Linked DNA regions of Anser cygnoides: region 1 is linked to region 2. The links are chromatin contacts, called in public Hi-C maps. All regions are on one chromosome and are shown on one strand. Each heading gives the region's core, a stretch centred on a gene start, on an enhancer-like site or on the middle of the called end of the contact. The rest is flanking DNA. Distances are from core to core; before and after follow the strand shown.

Evidence for each region. Hi-C and Micro-C count contacts between places; a contact is called where the count stands out from the background.
Region 1: a contact with region 2 is called in a Hi-C map of liver, with 6 times the contacts expected there. The contact joins the promoter of IL13RA1 here to the promoter of IL13RA2 in region 2. A contact is called at or near these places in 2 of 7 Hi-C or Micro-C datasets (both in liver).

Annotation. Positions count from the first base shown.
Region 1 is chr13:13,204,869-13,208,989 of Taihu_goose_T2T_genome, forward strand. IL13RA1 (interleukin 13 receptor subunit alpha 1) reads left to right here and starts at 2,616. Exons shown (of 12, transcript XM_048075648.2): 1 at 2,616-2,747; 2 at 2,750-2,831; 3 at 2,834-2,956. The coding sequence starts at 2,631.
Region 2 is chr13:12,571,038-12,574,809 of Taihu_goose_T2T_genome, forward strand. IL13RA2 (interleukin 13 receptor subunit alpha 2) reads right to left here and starts at 1,787. Exons shown (of 11, transcript XM_067005378.1): 1 at 1,563-1,787; 2 at 1,233-1,292.

The DNA of each region.
Region 1 (4,121 bases), core at 1,366-3,865, 630 kb after region 2:
CTTGGAGAGAAATACAATTTTTGCACAAGCATAGTTGGTTCTAAATCTATCCCAAAGGGCTCTTCAAGGGAATTGGTTTTTATTCAACATAATTCCTGGGTTCCAGTGATGCTTGGTTAGCAGCTCGGAGAGAACTTGCAGAGTTCATGGCTGTTTTGAGCACACGTACTCCAAAACTCTCGACATCCCCCGAAGAATACCGAGGTCAAAAATGGAGAGGCCCAGTGAGTCACACCGTATTTTTTTCAGCTCACATTTTTGGATTTTTATGCTTCTGATCCAACTGTACTCTAATTGACTGAGCTCTTTTTTTAATTGACCCCAGCCATCTTTTGAAGAGCCTGTAATTCTGTCAGGTGAGATCTAAAGTATTCACAGAAGTTGCTGCAAAATCAGAAATGATAAAGGAGGAATTTCGTGGTCAGCGTGGAGCAACTGAAGACTTCTGCTCCCAGAAGGGACAATCCCATACCCCATACTCCCCCCCCCCCCCCCCCCGCTGCTAATTACTGCTGCCTCTTCTTGCACCTAGTGATCATGCAGTCATACACATTAGACTCATTTATTAATCTGATTTAGAGAACATGTAGAGAAATATATGGTGTTTTTTTTTTGTTTGTTTGTTTGTTTGTTTAATGCATCAGCAGACTTGCTACACAGCCCATGATCTCTATCTTAACATGGGTGGAAATCGCAAGAACACACAGCCATGGGCAGATCACCAGTATGATCTTAAACCAGTTTACACCAAATATGATGCCATGTGCCAAGTAGCTATTCAGTAGTCTTTTAGAAATATCTCAGGTGTGTCTGTCACGAGTTTGTCACTGCGTCATGGATGTATTATCTAAGAACATCAGGAAGCATGAGATTTGCAACAGAAAGATGCAGGACAGGACTCACCGAGATTGAGAAACGTGAAGTCTTGGGGAGGTGGTAAGGATCAAAGGGTTTGGCAAGAGCTCTGATTGCCGTGCACTGGGACATGGGAGGGGAAAGTGACGACAGGCTGAGTGAGGGGGGAGGGAGACGGCTGCCGGTGAAAAACATTTCAACTGCCTCCAACTACGGGCAGGCAGCCAAAAGCATGCTAAGCATTGGATGTGGGCTTGGCTCTGTGTCCCCCAAGAGCAGGAGTGGACAAAACAGAAAGAAGGAAGGAAAGAAAGCATTAACAAGGAAACTGAAAGCAAGGGAGAGGTCACTGGGTCTCAGATCAATTTTGGTCAATGAAGGTCATCTGTAGCGACCATAGTCCACACCAGCTACGTGCAGTTATACAGCCTGACATGTAAATTCATGTCCTGGAACTTTAAGTCACACTTTCCATTTGTTTATAATTGCAGGTCTTTGGGTGCTTTATAGCAGCAACTAGGAAATTTGCTAAATCCTCTTGTTTTCCCAGGAGTACAAAAGCAAGCAGGCAGAAAAGAAAATTTACAGCATTAACACAGGATATTCCCCACCCTATTATAAAAAGATCTGCTTCCCTTTTTCTAAAATGAGTCTCTAAAAAGCAGATGAACTCTTGCAAAACTCCTTGAAGAGCTGAGTAAATACCAAACAGTGCAGTTGACTTAGGAATAGGTAATTTTCACTAATTAATTTCAGTTTGCCCTGAAATTTAGCCAAAGTTTCCTTTCTGCTTCTTCTGTGCTTTTTTATATCTGTATTTATGTGACAACTAGGAGCAAGCTTGCTAGCTGCCACAAAAATCTAGGTTCAGAAGAAAACACCTTATCCCAATTTTTTTCTTGTCCTGGAATGTGTCAAAAGATCACTCGTGTGATATTCCACCTCTGTGGAAATCTGGGAAAACTGCTGCCATATTACACCAGTAGAAATGAGAGCAATGGTGCAAGCGACCATATTGTGCTTGCAAAAGAGCTGAAGCAGAGGAAGTTTGGGGATGTTTGTAGAAAGACGATTCAGTAGTAGTAGATCAGACAATGAACAGTATGTGCGTTTAGTACAGATGAGAACTCTAGCAATGGCATGAATTTGCAGAAGGGATTGGGAAGAAGGGAGTTCTGCTGGGCAGGGAGTTGAATAACTAGGTGTAACATCAAGAGAACTACTAGGGGACTTGCTAACATTTTCCTGGTGAGAGGATATTAATGTCTTGGGCACATTTCGATAATAGTAGGTGACAAGTATAGATCTGGTCATAAAAGGAAAATTACTTTGACCCTCAAAACGAGATCTTGTAGAGTTTATGGCCATACTGCTCCAGGGATCTTCTCCTTGAGCACGGCATGAGGGCAAGTGGCAGGGTGTTGGGGGAGAGTGCAGTCGACATACGTTGGGGTGCCACTGGAGCGGGGGAAACAGCCTGGAGCCTCAGGGTGCCTGTGGTCCCCAGACAGCGATGCGCAGACAGCGCTCGGGAGCCTGGAGCGCGGACGAAGTTCTGGCTTGGTGGCAAGGCTGTAGCGGGACTTGGGGAAGGCCCCTGGGAAGCACAAAAGGCGCCGGGGACAAGAAAAGTGGCTCGGTGGCGGGGCTGCTTGAGGAACCGATGGGCAGCAAAGACCGCCAGCACGGGCAGGGGGGGCGCGGGGGGGACTCAAGGGGCGGCACCGGAGGGAGGTGGGGGGCAGTGGAAGGGCTAGGGCCCGGCCCCGCAGGGGATGCCCCCCCCCCGGCGGGGCAGACACAGCCCGCACCCTCGGGTGCGGGGCAGCAGAGCCGGGCCGGGGGCGGCCCAGGTAGCAGGGGCGGGGCGGCCGCCACCGCCCTGCCGAGGCCGCTCCCCGCTCGGCTCGGGTTACCTGGGCGGGCCGCGCCGCGGCTCTTCCCGTCTGGCCCGGCCCCCGCTACGGGAAGTGGGAGTCAGGGGCGCGCTCGGACGGCCGGGACGGCGGAGCCATGGATCCCGCCGGTCCCTTCGGAGCTGCGCTGCGGGGCCGGCTGCTCCTCGCCGTCTGCTGGGCGGTGACAGCGGTGGCGGCGGCAGGTGAGGAGCGGGCCGGGCCGGGGTGGGTGGGGGGGGTGGCGGTGGGACCCCCGGCCGGCTGCGAGCAGCGCGCCGGGCTCGCTCCGCTCTGCTGCCGGCTCCGCCGCCGGCTCCGCCGCCGGCACCGCGGCTCCGCCGCCGGCCGCTTCGCCCGCGGGGTCGGGGCCGGGGTGGCCTCGCTGCCGGCCCCAGCCCGTAACCGGCTCGGGGGCCCCGCGGGGCGAAGCGCCCGGCGGCGGAGCGGCGGTGCCGGCAGCGCCGTGCGGGGATCTGCCCCTGCCGAGCGGCTGCGGGGCTGGCGCGGGCGGCCGGGCCGGCGCGGAGACGTTCGTGTCCGCGTACCGAAGCCCAGTGCTTTCGTTTCGTGGTGGAGATCGCCTAAGCTTTGGCGAGATCAGTGCTCGGAGCGTCCTCGGCGTCTTACGAGACAGGGGGAAGGGGATGCGTACAACTCCGCTCGTCTTTCTCTGTAAAGGCAGCGTTTGACAGGGGCGGCGAATACCTTTTAAGCTCTTGTCTTCGGTTCCCGGGGCTGTCTGTGTCTTAAAAATCCAAGCAGAAGCCCACCGCCTTCTCCGTGCGTGTGTCTTGGGGCAGATTCCTGGAAATCAGGAAAGCTGTCGCTGACAGCGCTGAAGAAGCTGGGTTTGTTGTTTACTGGAGCTCTGTGCACAAAGTTTCCCTTACTGTACGCCTTGTACCTTGCGTTTGCCATTAGTTTTGGTTTCCTCACTTTTGCGAGCACGACGACTTAGGAGGAGGAAAAGAAGAGTGAATGCGTGAGAGGGTTTAATAGGAAATGGGGGGTGAAGCCTTGCTCTATCTTTGCCGCTGTTAATGCACCAGCACAGTAACAAGCGTTAAAGAATTGCTGTTTTTTTAACCGGCTGTCATTCAATTTTATAGGATGAAATCAGTCTTAAGAAAATATAGGAGGACAAAATGCAAGTAGAAAGTATTTTATGATATTTTACAGTACTTCATACAAACCATTCATTGATGTTTCCATCTTATTGCTCTTTAAAATAAAACGTTTCATTTCTTTTTTTTTTTTAAATGCGGGATTGTTTCTGCTAATCTCTGCTACAATTACTGCCACGCTTTTTTAGAAACCATTACCGTGTTGTTTTTTTTTAAGAGTAAAATAATAATGTCCTTCATGTGT
Region 2 (3,772 bases), core at 537-3,036:
GAGCAGTAAGTGTAGAAGATGGATATTCTGTACAGCTTACAGCCCTAACTTTGGTGCCAGGGGATCTGGCAATTTCCACTCGCTTCATTTTTGCCTCCCCATGAGTGGGATCTGGCAACCGGGGTCAGCAGGATGAGCTGACATTGCATGAAGTCTCTGTGCCTGGCAGGCCAGCTGGCAAACACTGGAGAAAGGGCAAAGTCTCTAGATCATTATCATGGACCAGCCTTTGATCTCTGAGCTGCAATCCTGGATATGAAACAGTATTTACCCTTGAGGGAGATGGTTTTCCTACAGCACAGGGTGCCTTTGGAGTGGCCAGCAGTGCCGGGCCGTTCTCCTGTGCCTTGCATGTCCCATACAGTGGCTCAGGATGACCAATGCAAACAGCCCCAGCCCCAGCCTCTGTGTCTCTTACATAAAGATCTCACAGGTGTTGAAAGGTGCGTTGCTGGATGCTTTTATCAATGGTACAATGTTTGGTCCAATGACGAACAAACCAAAATGAAGTTCTTTAAGTTAAAAAATAAAATCAAATCAAAAAATGCTGAATTGATTTTTCCTCTGCAGATGCAAATAATTTGAATTTCACCTCCCTTCCCCCCACTGAAAGAGCAAGCAGTAAAACAGAGAAACTGCTTGGCCAGGAACGCTTAGACTGCAGCAATATCTGCTCACATTTTTATTAATGAGTCCATGCTGATTTAAGACAAGCCTAGATACTGTTTGTTATATTAAAAACTATTTAAATATTTCCATAAAAGGAAAAATATGGGATTTATACATTTACATTTATGTTAGGAGTGACCACACACAGAAAGGATTTCAAAACAGCTAGAATGTGGCTTGCAGTGTATGGAACAGGTATCAATTGTAGCAACAGTAGAGTAAATACAAAAAAAAAAAAAAAGTGTAATTATGTCTGTCTGTAAACCTGCAATTCAATCATCACCTTCAACTCTCTGAGCAGCCAAAGTTATTTCAAGAACACAAACATCATTACCATTAAAAAAGAAAGAAGTACTGGAAAGCTCTTTCAAATTCATATAGAAATGCTAGTAAGCACAAATCAATATTCTGTATTACACCTGCAAAGGTATGCCGAGTTTCAAAAATACACAACAGAATATAATTACAACATAAAGCAGACAAATTCTCCCACTCCCATTTGTCTAAATGCAGCAGAGAATGAGCTGCTGGGATTTAATGCTGATCACATAGTTACAGCTTACCGTAACAGTTCTGGACTTTCCTTTGAGCCAGGTAATGCGCAAGATGAAAATATTCACTAGCTGTAAAAAAAAAAAAAAACAACAACAAAAAAACCTGGAACAGCAAAATTGAATAAAAAGTCCTGCATATATTCCTGTTTCTAGAGAACAAGTTTCAAGCAGCTGCATCTGAACAGCCAGCCTGGAACAGTTTAGTGTATAGGATACACATGAAGAAATAGGGAAGACGACAACTGCTCACTGCTCACGGCAGACGTCTGGCTCAATATCCCCTCCCAGATAGCAGAGTAAGCACATTGTGCACGTGGGATATAGTAAACAGTCCCACACCAGCATTTGAGGGATTTTCCTGTCACCAGATGTATTTTGATCAGAGAACCCTGATTTATGCAAACTGAAGTGTTTTGTGGAAATCCACTGGTTCCAGCTAACTTCTGGCGGACTCCTGCTTGGCTGCCAGCCAGCTTGCGGCGAGGCTGCTGGCAATGCAGTGATCCTGGGGTGGGGGCAGCATCACGGGCAAACGCCACAGGCACCCTCGTCCAAGGTCAGGGCTGGGGGCTCTCTGGGAAAAGCCTTGAAAACCCCAGCTAGTCTCAGAGGTTGCAGATCTCCCAGCTCCCGTAACCTGCAACGTGAGGACTGCTGGAGCTCCGCACTTCCTGAACTAGGACTCATCATCCCAGGAATGGGTGGGCAAGTCTCCACAGGCAGATGACAGCTGATCCACTTCATTTGTGGGAACAAGAAAGAAAGGAAAAAAAAAAAGGCATGAAATTAAAACGTTTTAACTTTTTATTCAATGGGAAATTTTGTATTTTGCTTCCCCTGGGGCCTTTCAAATTGTGTGAGGCTCCTCCTCACCAAAGAATAACTTCTCTCTGTTGCTATTTCCCATAAACTGTGTTTTGACTGAGGTCCTGATCCGATGGCTGCTGCTCTCGTAAATGCAACAGAGGAAAAAAACCTGCCCCAAGCAGTTACAGGCAAAAGTGACACTGGTGGGATGGAGCCGATGCACTATCTGAGAAGTCGGACTTCATATCCTGGGAGAAGATGCTGGCAGTTCAGCTATAAATTACAGCTTTAAATGAGGAAATGCTAGTAGGAGAGCTCCCCACTGAGCTACAGGTACACCTGGTTGGTCTTCCCGAGCATGCACTGGCACTTTCCAGTTATTGGACAGTGAAATCAGGAAGAGTTAAATTTCAACAGTATTATTTGATTTGGGGATGTTCTTACACAGGTTGGTTCAGCAACAGGGCATTTGAGTTGGGGAAAAGAGCAAATCAGCCTCTTGTGGAAGTTTTGAAATCCCTGTACGTGCCCAGGGGCATGCATGCATTAGATAACCCTGAAGAGAAAAGGAGAGGAGCAGTAACTGTCTCCTTCCACCTGGTTAATGAGAGAGACTGATTCTGGCCAGAGGTGACCATGGAATGTGGGAGACAAAAGTTTTTGCCAGATCATTTAGCAATGATTTACTACTTACAAATTTTACAACTGACAAATTAATACTGACAAAGAAGTGGATCTGTGTGACTGGACCTGAGGGTAACACTACTTGAAGATCTACAAAAGCACAGTGGCTTTACAAAGCCACAGCTGCAGCTGGTCCCTTCCCACACGAGTGTCCTCATGATCCTTTCCAGTTGCAGCTTTGCTAGGTTTGCCCTTTGGAGAAGCTCACAGAACAGCATTTGCACTGACCACAGCCTTTTTGCTTGGGGTAAAAAGGTAAGATAGTACATCATTTTTGATTAAAAATCAACACTGTTCAATTTGTCATGGATAAAGGCATGCTATGCTGCCAGAGCCAAAATCTGATGTCATGGAGCATGCACGGCTAGCAGTCCAGTGCAAAGATGAATTGAGACACTACTGAAGAGCTATAAACAGTGATTTATTGGCTCAGTCCTCACAGAGACATTACTGCAAAAGCCTAAAAGCAAAAGAAATGCCTGGTTTTCCACTCAGCATCTGCTGAGCAAGCAGAGCTCCTCACCCAACAAGCTACCTCCTCCAAGGATTTCTGTAACTGAAAGTCAAGGGTGCCCCAGCATCCACATTTACTTGAGTAGGAGTCCAGTCCCTGCACTGGCTGGATGCAGATTTGGATTCCGAAGCACACAGCTGTCAGGTATCAGTGCCTGAAGTCCCTTGTGCGTAATGACAGGTTCTGGGGAAGCTGCAAACCAGAGCTTTGGAAAGCCCCGCACTTCCAGCTCTCCACAGGAGACCAGAGCACAGCAGCTCGTGTCAGGAGTTATTCTCAACCGGCCAGGCTGCACAACAAATTCACAGTCTACCTTCAGTAAAACAGACTCTCGCATTTGCTGTGATAAAGGTTATGCCCACATACAAAATGAGGAAAAGTGTGGTTCTTATTAAAAAGAAAAATGAAGTTCTGCTATAGCATTTCTCATGCTCAGACACTGTTAAAAGGCAATGCTGCCTTCCAAACTAAACCCAAACTGAGATAGCTTAGTATCAGATCAATTATTATTAGGAGGCAACTAGCATTTGCCCCAGTTTTACCT